2 separate regions of the Hordeum vulgare genome follow, and region 1 is linked to region 2. Evidence: chromatin contacts called from public Hi-C data. All regions are on one chromosome and are shown on one strand. Each heading gives the region's core, a stretch centred on a gene start, on an enhancer-like site or on the middle of the called end of the contact. The rest is flanking DNA. Distances are from core to core; before and after follow the strand shown. Region 1 holds the start of LOC123444328 (subtilisin-like protease SBT5.6). Region 2 holds the start of LOC123444325 (probable galacturonosyltransferase 15).

Region 1 (6,506 bases), core at 3,775-6,274, 530 kb before region 2:
CAAGGGGGTTGCTTGCCTGACACTTTTGAAGATAGCATTGAGTCTTCATCAATGACATCGATCTCAACGTGAGAACCATCATCTATCAAGAAGGAATAACATCAACAAAAAAGATAAAGGAACACATTCAATGTGATGCACAACTAGATGGATGATATGTCACGTTAAGGTACTAGATTCACCTAATGCAATAGGTAGTTATATTAACTTAAGTGGAATTAATTATATATCAAATTCCAATCCAAAACTAATTAACAAATTTTCCTAAATCATCATTTGTCCTAGTTGATGATGTTAACTTTTTCAAACATGCAAGATCATGGCATAAACTGATTCTTCATATTTTTCTCATCATTTTTCATATATAAATTATTTTCATGTGAGAGGTGTAGATTATTTTATATTATTTTTAGAAGTTCTAAACATTTTTTGAAAATAATAAATCATTTCTGCTTTATTTTTATTCTAGAAAATCGTTACTACGTCAACATTGCCTCAGGATGATTTGAGCATGCAACTGGGCCGGTCCACGTCAAACCAGACCAATGGGACCCACTCATGAGTGACTTTCTTAATTTAATCCTAACTACCAATTAGTCACGGGCCTAGCCCCACATGTCTTTGACCCACGGTGGTGAAACCCTGGTCAAATGGGGTCAACCCCACCGGCGAGGCCCGAGACGACAGAGGTGCTCGGAAATCGCCCTACCTCAACCAAATGACCAGCGGTTTGGCCCTACAAGATGCTAGTGTTCGTGTGCGTCCAACGGTGTGATGAGTTTGAGCCTAGGGGGTCTAAAACAACAGCGGCGGTGATTTGTGCAACGGTCGGAGTTCGATCCCGAGTGGGCGAGAGGATGCAGGGTACGGGGAGGCTAGCCAAAGGGCTTTACGATGTCCTGTGGTCATGAGGAGCATGCTGGTGCCACTACTGCAAGCGGAGCATATCGGGGGCACGAGGCTCACCGGCCATGGCGGCGACCGGAGCTCGAGGTCGTGGTTGTTGGGGCTACGACAAGAATTAGACTGGGAGAATAGGAGGGTAACGGTCAGCAGCTCATGGTGCATACGATGGTGTCGTCATCGAGCTCGGGGAAGCACGGACAGCGACAAATTCGACGACGGTGATCCATGGCCCGTGGAAGAAAACGACGTCAAGGTCGGTGTTCGAGGCGTCCCGCGATGCTTGACACGACGGAGAGGACGAGGGCGTCGATGCTAAGCTCGGGGACACGGAGTGGGAGCGAGGGAGTGGCTTTGGCCGCGAGGTTCAGGGCGGCGCGGCTTCGGGTGCTGCGGCCATGGAGGTAGGGAAGATAGGACACCGAGGTAGGTGAAGGGATGGGCTCGATGCACACGGGAATGGCGGTTCTATACTCGGCGTCGTGCTGACGGGGCAGGCAGGCAGGCAGGTGGCGTGGGTCCCTCGCGCGCGTTGTGTGGTGTATCTCCTGTGCCTAGTAGCACACGGTGAAGACGACTAGCACTATGAGCGAGATGGGCTGCATAGTATTGGGCCACGAGGTTAGTTCTCTCCTCTCTTTTCTTTATTTGTTTTCTGTTTTCTATTCTTGAAAATTTGTATTGATTTTGGTTTTCAAACAGAATTATTTTGGTTAATTCTGTAAATTTTTCTGGGAAATATTGGTAATATTTTAAAACCACACTGTCGTGGGAATGAACCTCACAGTAGAGATGTAGGGTACGAAAGGAGATGACAGAGTCCTAGCTACGGCAAGCTTGTACGCAAGATGTATGAGTTCAGGCCCTCTCGTGGAGGTAAGCCCTACGTATCATTACTCTTGAGCTCTTGCGGTGTGGAATATGTGTTACAGGGAGTACGAACCCTTGTGCCAGAGGGGATGAGTGACTTATATAGAGTGCGCTACCCCTCATCAAGGCCCAGCATCTAAGGGTTCGATCAATAGAGTTTAAATGTGTATGTTACTGATAACGTGCGTAATTAATGCTATTCATGATGAACAGCCGAACACTCGCATGTTGGCTTCCTTGGAGTGGCTTCTGGTCTTCTGCGTCGAATGGTTTCTTCCGAGTGGAAGTTGGTTGTCAAGTGAAGGGGAAAATACTCTGAGTGATTGCTTACCAAGTGACTTAGACGCCATGGCTATCCAATCAGAATCTTCCTTGTGACCTTCAAGTTAATAATGAGATACCCTTAGGTAGGACATCTGGGTCAGGCTTGTGACCCTATCCTAGATACATATCCCCATTACACACAACAAATTTCAAAATATTTGGAGCAGCCAATATTTAATGGTAAATTTTAAACTCCAACTCAAATACAATATGAGTTAATTCAAAAATCCAAGATGGCTAGGCAAAATGTGCGTCACCTCTGGTTGTTGTTTCCAACATTATCCAAAAATCATGGACATTTTTTAAGGCCATTTTGGGTTCACAGAAAATGTTTAAATTTAAACCTAACTGAATTAATTATCTACTAGGGTTTCTTCAATCCTCATTTCGAAGTTTCAAAAATGTAATCATGATGCCAAGATGTTAATGCAACTAATTACAAACAATTCTAAGGCTATGACAATCTCCAACGCTGACCCACAAAACGGGCACCCCGTCTTCGTTTGCAGACATGGACAAGTCGGTGGACCCTGCGGGAGCCAGCCATCCAACGATGCTCGCATACATTTGACCCCATTTTTTGAAGTATGCATGTTCAAATAGACGCATACATAGTTCTAATTTTAAAAAAGTTTAAATATCACACTCCAACATCGTTGTCGCCCTTGACCGCCCACAAATGCTCAATTAGATCTTCCTTTAGTTGCTCATGAGTCGCTCGATGCCGAATTTATTGATGCATTTGAACAAGCTCTTCAAATGTAGACGGATTCTGGTCGGAAAGTTTGATAGGATCCTCCATGTTCTCAAATTCAAGAGTTGTGGCAGCATCCTCAGCTCATCCTTCACAATCATGTTGTGCATGATCACACAACAGGTCATCACCTCCCACAAGATCTCCAGATCCCTTTTTTAGCAGGTCCACCAACAAGTGCAAAACGTGCTTGCTGAACTCCAAATACCCTCTCAACATCCTTTCTAGTCGCTTCATGTCTTTCGACAAAGTGATATTTTTTCTGTCCAACTGGGTTAGAGATGGTGTTGACACACATAGGATAGATATCGTCAACCAGATAGTAGCCCATGTTGTAATCATGTCGATTAACAGTATAGTGGCAAGGAGGAGCTTTTCCTTCAGTCATCTTAGCAAACAATGGTGGTCGCTGCAGCACATTGTAGCGCCAAAGAAAGCGTGCCAAATCCAAAGATCATGTGATGCAACTTCTTTAAGAATGATGGTGGGCTTCTAAACATGACTCTCGTATTGCCCTTCTAAAGCTTTGAGACCGTTCTTCCATTTCCAATGCATATAGTCAAGAGATTCGACTAAACCTGGCCACCCTCTTTCTTTCGAGATTTCAAAGATCCTCCCGGTGTCTACCAAGTTACTTCTCTCAGGTTTTGAGGTTGAAACACCTCGACCACGACAGTTGCACACCTGACCATGGCATCTTCGCATGTACTCTCAAACATTCATAGGTAGTAGTCCCACGATTCAACAGCCGTGCATGCAAGCATCTTCAGTGTGTGAGTGCACTTCTGGTAACGAAAGAACCCAATCCTTCCCATGACGTCTTTCTTCAAGATGACGTAGTCATCAAAGGACTGGACGCCATGGTAGAGAAGACCGAAAACGTTTTTGCGCATCCGAAAGTGCCTGTGAATATTGTGAGCGAAGAAGGCATCCAGGGAAAACTAGTCGTACATCGGCGTCAAATGGACATGCGCCCTCTTGCAGTTGAGCACTCGACGACCGTTGACCGATCCCTTGAAAATTGAGAATATCCTCCTCCGCATGCTCCACATCTACAAGGACTGCCTGCATCATCACCGTCTCATACGTGTAGTCCTCCTTATCGGACGTTTCAACATAGTGCTCGTATATGTATTCCGTATCCAAATACATTGCTTCAAAGAAGAAGGGACGAAGAAATTAGCTTGGGTAATTCACCGAACAATTGCCGGGCATTGTGGGTATCATAAGAGCATATGGTACCTGCGAGGCGGTCGAAGGAGAGTTTTGGGACGGAGGCGGAGGAGAAGTGGCATGGAGCCCAGGTGTACAGTTGGAGGTGAGAGACTCGTCAAGTTTTGACAAGGGTGTGGCGCTGCAGTGAGGGTGGTGGAGCAACGACACAGGCTAGATATAAAAGTGATGAAGAGACAAAGATGAAGGGATGGAGGCGCGGGCTCGAGAAGGGGTTTTGGGGGTTGGCCAAGGGTGTCGAAGCCCTACATGGATGCTATCCGGACTCCAACAAAGCCCTCCCCCCCCACCCCCCACCACACACACACACAAAGTTGTCTCGGATTAACCAAAAAAATATGTGTGGTCATCCATGTTGGATGGCTAAACACGTCCGGACGGTTACATTGAGAGTCCGCTTTGAAGATGCCCTTCTCAAGCATTTAACATACCATTGGCCTCGAGTGTTCTCACTAAATTGACACATATTGTTTAGATAATTTGTACCTACACTTTCCATTTAACTCCACTATTTCTCCATCATATGGACGATATAGCTGGTTTTCTTTTATCTGCTATTTCAAAACACTTATTTCTTAAAATTCTTACTACACTGCACGCGGGGTGCACATATTATTAGTAATACCATAATAAGTGTGTGTTTTCCTGAATGCGGTGAAGAACACAAGTGACTTTTCTCTAACAAAGTAAAAATACAGATAAGACAGTAGTGGGTGCGATTGCAGTGTCAGACTAGCTCTTTTTGTTCTTGCTGAAAATGCCAAGAATGCAGAGTATATGTATCCAATCCAGACCAAACTATCCAAGTTAAATAAGTCATCACAGCTTCAAGTTGAGGCTAGGGAAGATTCTTCCTCCAAAAGGGAAAAAAAGGAATACTGGGAAGAAAGCAAAAAATTACAAACAATATAATACAAGAAGCAAAAGATGGTATCGTCTTAGAGGGCGAGAGACAATCAAACTATTCCACCGTGTCCCTTTTGCCCGATCCATCGCCTCGCCACAGAACCTCTGTCTGTAACTCTGTATAGTGCATATATAAACAGCCTCCAAGCCGTGGAAACACGGAGGGAGATACGGCGTTCCGATGGAGGCGACAGGAGGAGGCAGCGGACGACCGGCCATGTCCGGACTTCTCTTCTTCCTCTTCCTCTTCTCCTTCCTCACTGCCTCAGCCTCTACCAAGCAAGGCCAGGTCATCATCTCAATCAATCCATTTTTCGCTGTTAATCAACAGATTTCTCACGGGTTTAGTTCGACTAGTTCATGGCCGGCACGGTCCTGCCGTTCATGATGCTTCTGTTTCGCTTAACTCCCTACGCTTAATTCTGTGTGAGCTGCGTGCTCTGCAGAAGGGACGGATTACTAAACTTTCATATCGCCGTTGTGGACAGGTCTATATAGTGTATCTGGGCGAGCACGCAGGAGAGAAGTCGAAGGAAACTGTCCTTGATGATCACCATGCCCTCCTCCTCTCCGTCAAGGGCAGGTACATACATACTCGTTACATACACAGCCATTAATGAATGCATGCATGCGTAGTTGCGTACATACATGTGGCAGTGGCAGCGCCGGATACTGGGATACTAGCGAGTCCGGCTTCGTGTACAAGTCGCAGCTAACCATTCACGCGCTCTTTTTCCCTCGTTCACCAGCGAGGAGGAGGCGCGGGCGTCGCTGCTGTACAGCTACAAGCACAGCCTGAATGGCTTCGCGGCTCTTCTCTCCGATGATGAAGCCACAAAGCTTTCAGGTAGTGTCTACAGTGACACCAGGGATTTTCTCAAAAATGGATGCACGATAAATACTCCGTCCGTTCCTAAATATAAGACATTTTAGAGATTACACTATGAACTACATACGCATGTACATAGACATATTTTAGAATATACATTCACTTATTTTGCTCCGTGTATAGTCTTTTAGTGGAATCTCTAAAAGGGAGTAATACTGTATTGTGATTTGTCTATCACTGTTGGTATATGTCCTTGTTCGTCTGGCTCATGCCATGCATGTGGAGTTTCCTGCTCCTGCAGAGAGGACTGAGGTGGTGTCTACCTTTCGGAGCGACGGGAGGTGGTCCCCACACACCACGAGGTCTTGGGAGTTTGTGGGCTTGGAGGAAGGGTTCCGAGGCCTGGACAGCGGGGACTGGCTGCCGTCCGGCGCTCACGCCGGCGAGAATGTCATCGTAGGCATGCTGGACTCCGGTGAGAAGGCTCTACTGAATACTACCGAACTGCTTTGGCAAACACGGGGAGTGAAACTGAACTGCGTTGACAAGAAGCGATTGTTTGACACTACAGGGATTTGGCCGGAGTCGAGGAGCTTCGGCGACGAAGGGCTAGGGCCAGTGCCCGCGCGGTGGAAGGGAGTGTGTCAAGGAGGAGATTCCTTCAATGCCTCCTCCTGCAACAGGTCA
Region 2 (6,175 bases), core at 2,147-4,646:
TACATTCAATCATTTTGCTCCGTATGTAGATATCTAGTGAAATCGCTTAAAAGACTTATATTTAGGAACGGAGGGAGTAGTATATAAAGGTTTGTGTTTTTTTTAAAAAGGATCCCAATGCGCCCTCTGATTACAGATCTTCACATGAATAATATTTGAATCATACAAAAAAAATTCTAATTCATAAGTATTTCAAATTATATGAATATGTTTTAAAATACAATAACATGCAAAATTTGAAATCATAAATACTGCTTATACTTTAGAAACATGAGACCTTTTGGTTGGAGTACTATCTGAGGTTGCTATATAACCACTGGTCGGATGTATGAGTCACAAATCCAGCACTATATTTTGCTGGATTAAATTCCTTTAATTTATGTTGTTTCACATAGTGTGTATAAAGCATATGAATCCTTTTAAGACATGACGTGTAAATGTTTGATTGGTTAGCCATATCTGCATATTAACTGCAAGTTACAAGTTCGAACTCCTAGCAGACCAGTTTTATTTACTTTCTTTAGGAGGGCCTACTTATAAGAAAAAATAATTTCAGGTGGTTTTCCAAAAAAACTAGGCCACATGCCCTATTTTCATACGTATAGTCATTGATAGCGGGCCACATGGCACGCTGGAATGCCTCGTCAGCGTTGTGGATGTATATAGATGAGATTTGAACCGTATTTGCACGTCTATGCCAAGTTATGTAACCAGTTCGATGTATTTTTTAGAGTGAATTCCACTTTTAACCTTGTAGTTGTACATTTGTGACACATATTACCCCATTTAGTGGAACTTCTATCAAAATATCAAAATTTGAAGACTTTAAACATGGTTTTCCCTCATCTTTGCATTTCGCTTGTTTATGTTAGACAAGATTGGTATCTTGCGTCAATGATTCGTAAAATAATGTCCAAAGAACGGAGAGCATCATTCGCGATCATGTCCAGACTTCTCTTGGTCATCTGTTCCATTCCTTGTCATCGTCTAGATATTTTGAACCTTGGACGTCATCTCACAACTTACCGAATGAACATGCATCCGAAAACGAGGTCCCAACACTTCTAAAAGTGATGTTCTAGACGAATTTTCACTAGATGGGGTAATTTGTGTCACATATGCATATCTACAAGGTAAACTATGGAATTCACTCTATTTTTTAAGTTGAGGCACTAAAGTGAACATTCATGGCAACTTCAAGCACCACCGGTGCATTTACCTCTTACGGTTTTATCTCTAGACTAGAGAAGGCACGAGCAGGGGACATCAGAGGGACCATATGATGAGGCCTTTCGGCGAGGAAACCACTTTGGTAGTAACATGCAGGCATGCTACCGAAAAACCGCTAAAAGTTCAGCAAGGATTTCCGGGAGAAAGAGTGTGGGAACACGACATGTAAATTTGACGTACCATGGCCATTATCTTGACCACCACGGCTTCCATGTCAAGCCGATCATAGGACGCCAGAATGGTGTCCATCTCCGCCATGAGATCGTCCAAGGAATCCGGTGCTGCTTCCACCACCACGGGGTCCAGCAGGGTAGCTACCCTGTGGCTTCTCTTCCACTCCTTCATAAATTCCTGATCATTGAATCAATTCATCAAAATTAACAGTCATTTTATCAGTAAAGTGCTACTAGCAGTAAGAAGATTCATGTGTGTTTTGCACATGAAAGCAGAGATTTACGAGCATGCATGCATGGATCATGGATGGATAAAGGACCACAGCTCCACAAGGGCTGCAAATGCTTGGAAAAGAGCAAATGTACGAATACTTCCAAACGCAAAAGGTCTTGTCCGATGAGCATTTCCACGCTGGATTGCAGGCCACTAGCAGAGAATCCTCACTCACAAGTCGGCTCCCTCACAAGGGGTTCTTCTTTCGTTCAGAAGGAAAAGTCACAAGGGTTTTGTATATATCCATAGCGGCTCGCAACACAGTAATCCCAACCCACCAACTGGCCTGGCCGGCCCCGCCGGCCGCCGGGCCGGAATAATGCACGTACGTACGAATCTAGCACTATGCAGAGTTCCGTCCTCTTCGTCGAATTAGGCAGTTTTTCGGGTACAAATTGACCAGAAAAGGTTTTTAATCCACGGCCGTTTCACCACTTTTGAGAAACACAGGCCGCGAAACGCTGCACGGTGCCGTTTCAGCCAGGCAAAAGTGTTTGACCTCGGCCGGACACACACACACACACACACACACACACAAGTCACACACCGGCTATTTAATCTGGGGCACCGCAGAACATGCAGCATTGAATACGAGTGGTAGCTCAACTGGGGCGTCAACCGTGGAGCTCTGGCAGTCCAAAGTACGTACAGTGCGGGGATCAGGCCGGGCGATGGGGCGGGCACGGCCACGTGGTGGAGGCCACGGCGGAGCGCAGCGACGTGTTGCCGACCTGGCCCCTAAACATTCCCATTCCCATTCCCGTGAACCCGCGCTTTACTGACAGGGAGCAGAAGCGCGTGAGAATCTCCGTGCCCATCGACCGCGCGCCCACACACACACAGGAGTAAAAAAACATGTCCAAGCTCGGGTAGAAACTAGAAAGCGGGACGCCTAACTTACGCGGCCTGCTACCAAAGTCCAGTCCAAACACATTTTGACGCGCGCACGATCGGACACGGGCCTAACACACTAGTGGTGGACCGGACTCACCTCCGTCGCGTCGCCGGCTCCGTCGCCGCCGTAGAGCCAGTGCCCGAGCCCCGCCCTCCAGTCCGAGCAACCTGAGGCAATCGCACACGGGAATGGTGGAGTGATTAACCAGTGCCGTGCGCACATGTCACGAATCACCGCCGAGAAAGGAGTGAACGGAACTGCTGGCGAGCGAGCGAGCGAGCTTATTTACCGGTGGCGGAAGGGCAGAGGGAGGCGCCGGTCTCGATGGCGAGGAGCGCGGCGCGGAAGAGGAGCACGCCGGCCAGCAGGCCCGTGACCACAATGGAGCGGCAACCTCGCCGCGCCGCCTGCAGCTGCTTCTGCTGCTGCGGCGGCGGCGGCTTCGTCGCGTCGTCGTCGTCGGTGGCGGCCGCCGCGATGTACAGCCTCATTGCTCGCCGCCGCTCATGAACGAACGAAGCTACACGAGACGAGCCCACGCTCCGGGTCGAGGAACAGCGCGTGGCGGTGTGGGAACGCGGGGAGGGGGGAGGAAAGGTGCGTGGCGCGGGGAGTTATAGGCATCAGTCGTGAGAGAGCGGGACGTGCTTGCCAGTGAGAGTGAGGGAGGCGGCGAACCAAGCGAGCTATAGTACAGTAGTGTATGGGAAACTGTAGAGCAGCGCGGGAGGGGCGACGGGATCTGGCGGACGGGGGAAGAGAGGGAGGGAGCGACTTGAAATGAAATGAAATGAGATGTGAGGGAGGCCACCGACAGTGGCTGACGGTGACGCGCGGGGCCCGGCCGCGGAGGCTTGTGGACTGGCTGTGGGCTGTGGCTGGCCCGTGGCCGTGGGGGAAGGCATCGGCGACGGTGTGGCTTATCCGGTGGTGCTCTGCTCCATGCCGTGCCGCGTCGCGCTCGCAGGTCGCATGCCGCTCGTTAGATTTAGCTCTCGCATTATGTGCCTTGTCTGGTTATTGGTTATAAGCACACCTACTGTTCGAATGATGTATCCGTGTGACTGGCCTCTGGCTCTTGTGGAATCTTTTGCCGATCTGTCCTCCTGCCCGGTAAACATGGCAGTTGAAATGTTGAAAGTCACATCTCAACGAGTGTCCCCCTTCCTCCCGCAACGCTCCCTCGAGCGTCCACGAGGCCAACCCTAACGCCATCGTCAGGATGCCCCCCTCCCTCCCCTCACCACACTCGCCGCCGTCAGAGGCGTGCCCAACGGCGTCAGGGAATCTTCTTCTCCTCGCACGATGTCCTTGACGGCGGGTTGAGGTGTCCTTGTCCTAGATGCGGCGCGTCACGCGCTACAACCCGATGCACCAACGTGGTTGACAACCACGTCATGACAGCCGTGTGGCGGGCAACCGATACGTCTGAAACATATATGTAATTTTTAATTGTTTTTATGTTATTATATAGTCTCTTTTATATGATTTTATACTGGTTTATATTATCTGTATAGACTAACCTATTTACTTAGTGTCCACTGTCAGTTTCTGTTTTTTTGCTTGTTTTTTATTTTGCGAGAAATCAATACCTACATGGGTCAAAATAGTTGTCGAGTTTACCCAATATTTTTGAGCAACAAAAAACTCTCGAAACTTCGGGGGGGGGGGGGGGGGACTAGAGACTAGCCATGGAGGGGCCCATAGGGACACGATCACACCCATTTTCGTCGCCATAATTCTCTTGACCTATTTCCGTCGCCATAATTCCCAATAAATAACGAACCATCTGTCATGCCTCTTGAAGAATTTTATCGCCCACCGCAAGCCTCTCTCTCTCAGAGATCCCATCTGAAGCCCTGCCGGAGAGGAAAGACATTACCGAAGGCCTTTTCCTCAATCTTGTTGCCTCCATGACCATGTGTGAGTAGTTCCTTTAAGACCTACGGATCCATAGTAGTAGTTATATGGTTCTCTCCCTCTTATGGATCTTCGATACCATGTCACATTCTTTATCGAGATCTATTCGATGTAATCGGTAGTATGTTTGTTGTGGCATGATGAATTGTCACTATATTATTAGATGGTTTATTGAGTTCAATTGAAACTTTTGGGTTTTGTTGCTGCATAATTAAATAACTCTGTATGATGTGTGATCTATCTATTTTCTTTGGCCAAGTTCGATGGGTTTTTCTTCACAAAGAGTTGTGCTTTGTAATGGGTTCAATCTTGTGATGCTCTAACCTAGCGACTAAAAGGCTCAAGATACATATATTATTGTTGTCATTAAGGATAAAATGACGTGATTTTGTCATATTGATTGACTTCTTCCTGTTTACATTATGTCATCGTTCTTATTACGATATTCTATTTTTTAAGAACTTAGTACCTGAGATGCATGTTGGATAATGGTTTTGGAGTGAAGTAATAGTAGTAGATGCAGTTGGACTAATGGTCTAATTATGATGAATATAATTCCTATATGAGATTATGCCATGAATGATCATAGTCATAATATTGTAATCTGTTTAGTTGTCCAATTGTAATTTGTTTACCATGCCATTCACGTGTTTTCTAGAAAGTTACCAGTAGTGAACCTATGCCCCCTAGGTCTATTCTCGAACAATAGTTTCTTTTACCAAAATTTCTTCTTTATTTGTGATGTTATTTTTACCGCTATGGTTTATCTCTATTTTCTTTTAATATTGTAAGTTTATCTCTATTTTCTTTTAGTCTTGTAACTAGCAAGACAAGGGGCTTGACAACCCTTTTGCCACGATGGGTACACGTTTTTATCTTCTTTGTGTGCAGGTGTTGTTTATCTTGTTAACTTAGAAGGTTCTACTGGTTCGATTAAACCTTGGTACTTAATTGATGGGAATATTTTGCTTCTATTATACATCACACTTCCTTTTTTGGGAATCCCATCAACTCGTACGGGAGTAGAAAATAATTTCTAGCGACATTGTGGGGAAGTCTTCTATTACAAAATCAAGTGCCTTCACACAAACTCGTTATTTACGTGTTTTATATCTTGCCTAGTTATGCTATCTTTATCTTTGACACACTAAAAGATAAGCTAAAAGTTTTAATATGCTGATTATGAATCCTCATCCACTTGCTAATCTTTTCAAACTTATTGCATATTGTAAACCAATAACTAATAAGAATATGTGATAAAATTAAATGTTTCTTTATTGCACTTATTGAATGGAAAGTACGATTGCAATGATATCAATATGAATTCTATTACCATGAGTTGTGTTAATGATATGCAAAGCTATTAGCTTGGGGATTGTGAGTTTGATGAACATGATACTTTTAGCCCCCCTACTAATGAAGAAGTTATAAAATAAAAATATGATTGGGATAGACATGATATTATTTATGACTCAAGTGATGATGATACTCTTGATGAAATAGTACTTTTTATTCTAATACTATGTATCTAGGGACTACTAATGATTATTTTATTATGCCTACTACTTATTATGATGATCATGATTGGGGAGATGATTATGATGCTTCTGGTGATCTTGAAAATTAATTTGAGCCTCATGATGAATCTATTACTCATAATAATATTTGCAATACTATTGAAAG

Evidence for each region. Hi-C and Micro-C count contacts between places; a contact is called where the count stands out from the background.
Region 1: a Hi-C map of seedling shows a contact between it and region 2, with 2.2 times the contacts expected there. The contact joins the promoter of LOC123444328 here to the promoter of LOC123444325 in region 2. A contact is called at or near these places in 2 of 6 Hi-C or Micro-C datasets (leaf and seedling).

What each region holds. Positions count from the first base shown.
Region 1 is chr3H:470,862,349-470,868,854 of MorexV3_pseudomolecules_assembly, reverse strand. It overlaps LOC123444328 (subtilisin-like protease SBT5.6), which reads left to right and starts at 5,024. Exons shown (of 10, transcript XM_045121014.1): 1 at 5,024-5,279; 2 at 5,479-5,573; 3 at 5,740-5,837; 4 at 6,121-6,294; 5 at 6,391-6,502. The coding sequence starts at 5,172.
Region 2 is chr3H:470,333,454-470,339,628 of MorexV3_pseudomolecules_assembly, reverse strand. It overlaps LOC123444325 (probable galacturonosyltransferase 15), which reads right to left and starts at 3,396. Exons shown (of 6, transcript XM_045121011.1): 1 at 2,862-3,396; 2 at 2,669-2,739; 3 at 1,411-1,581. The coding sequence starts at 3,063.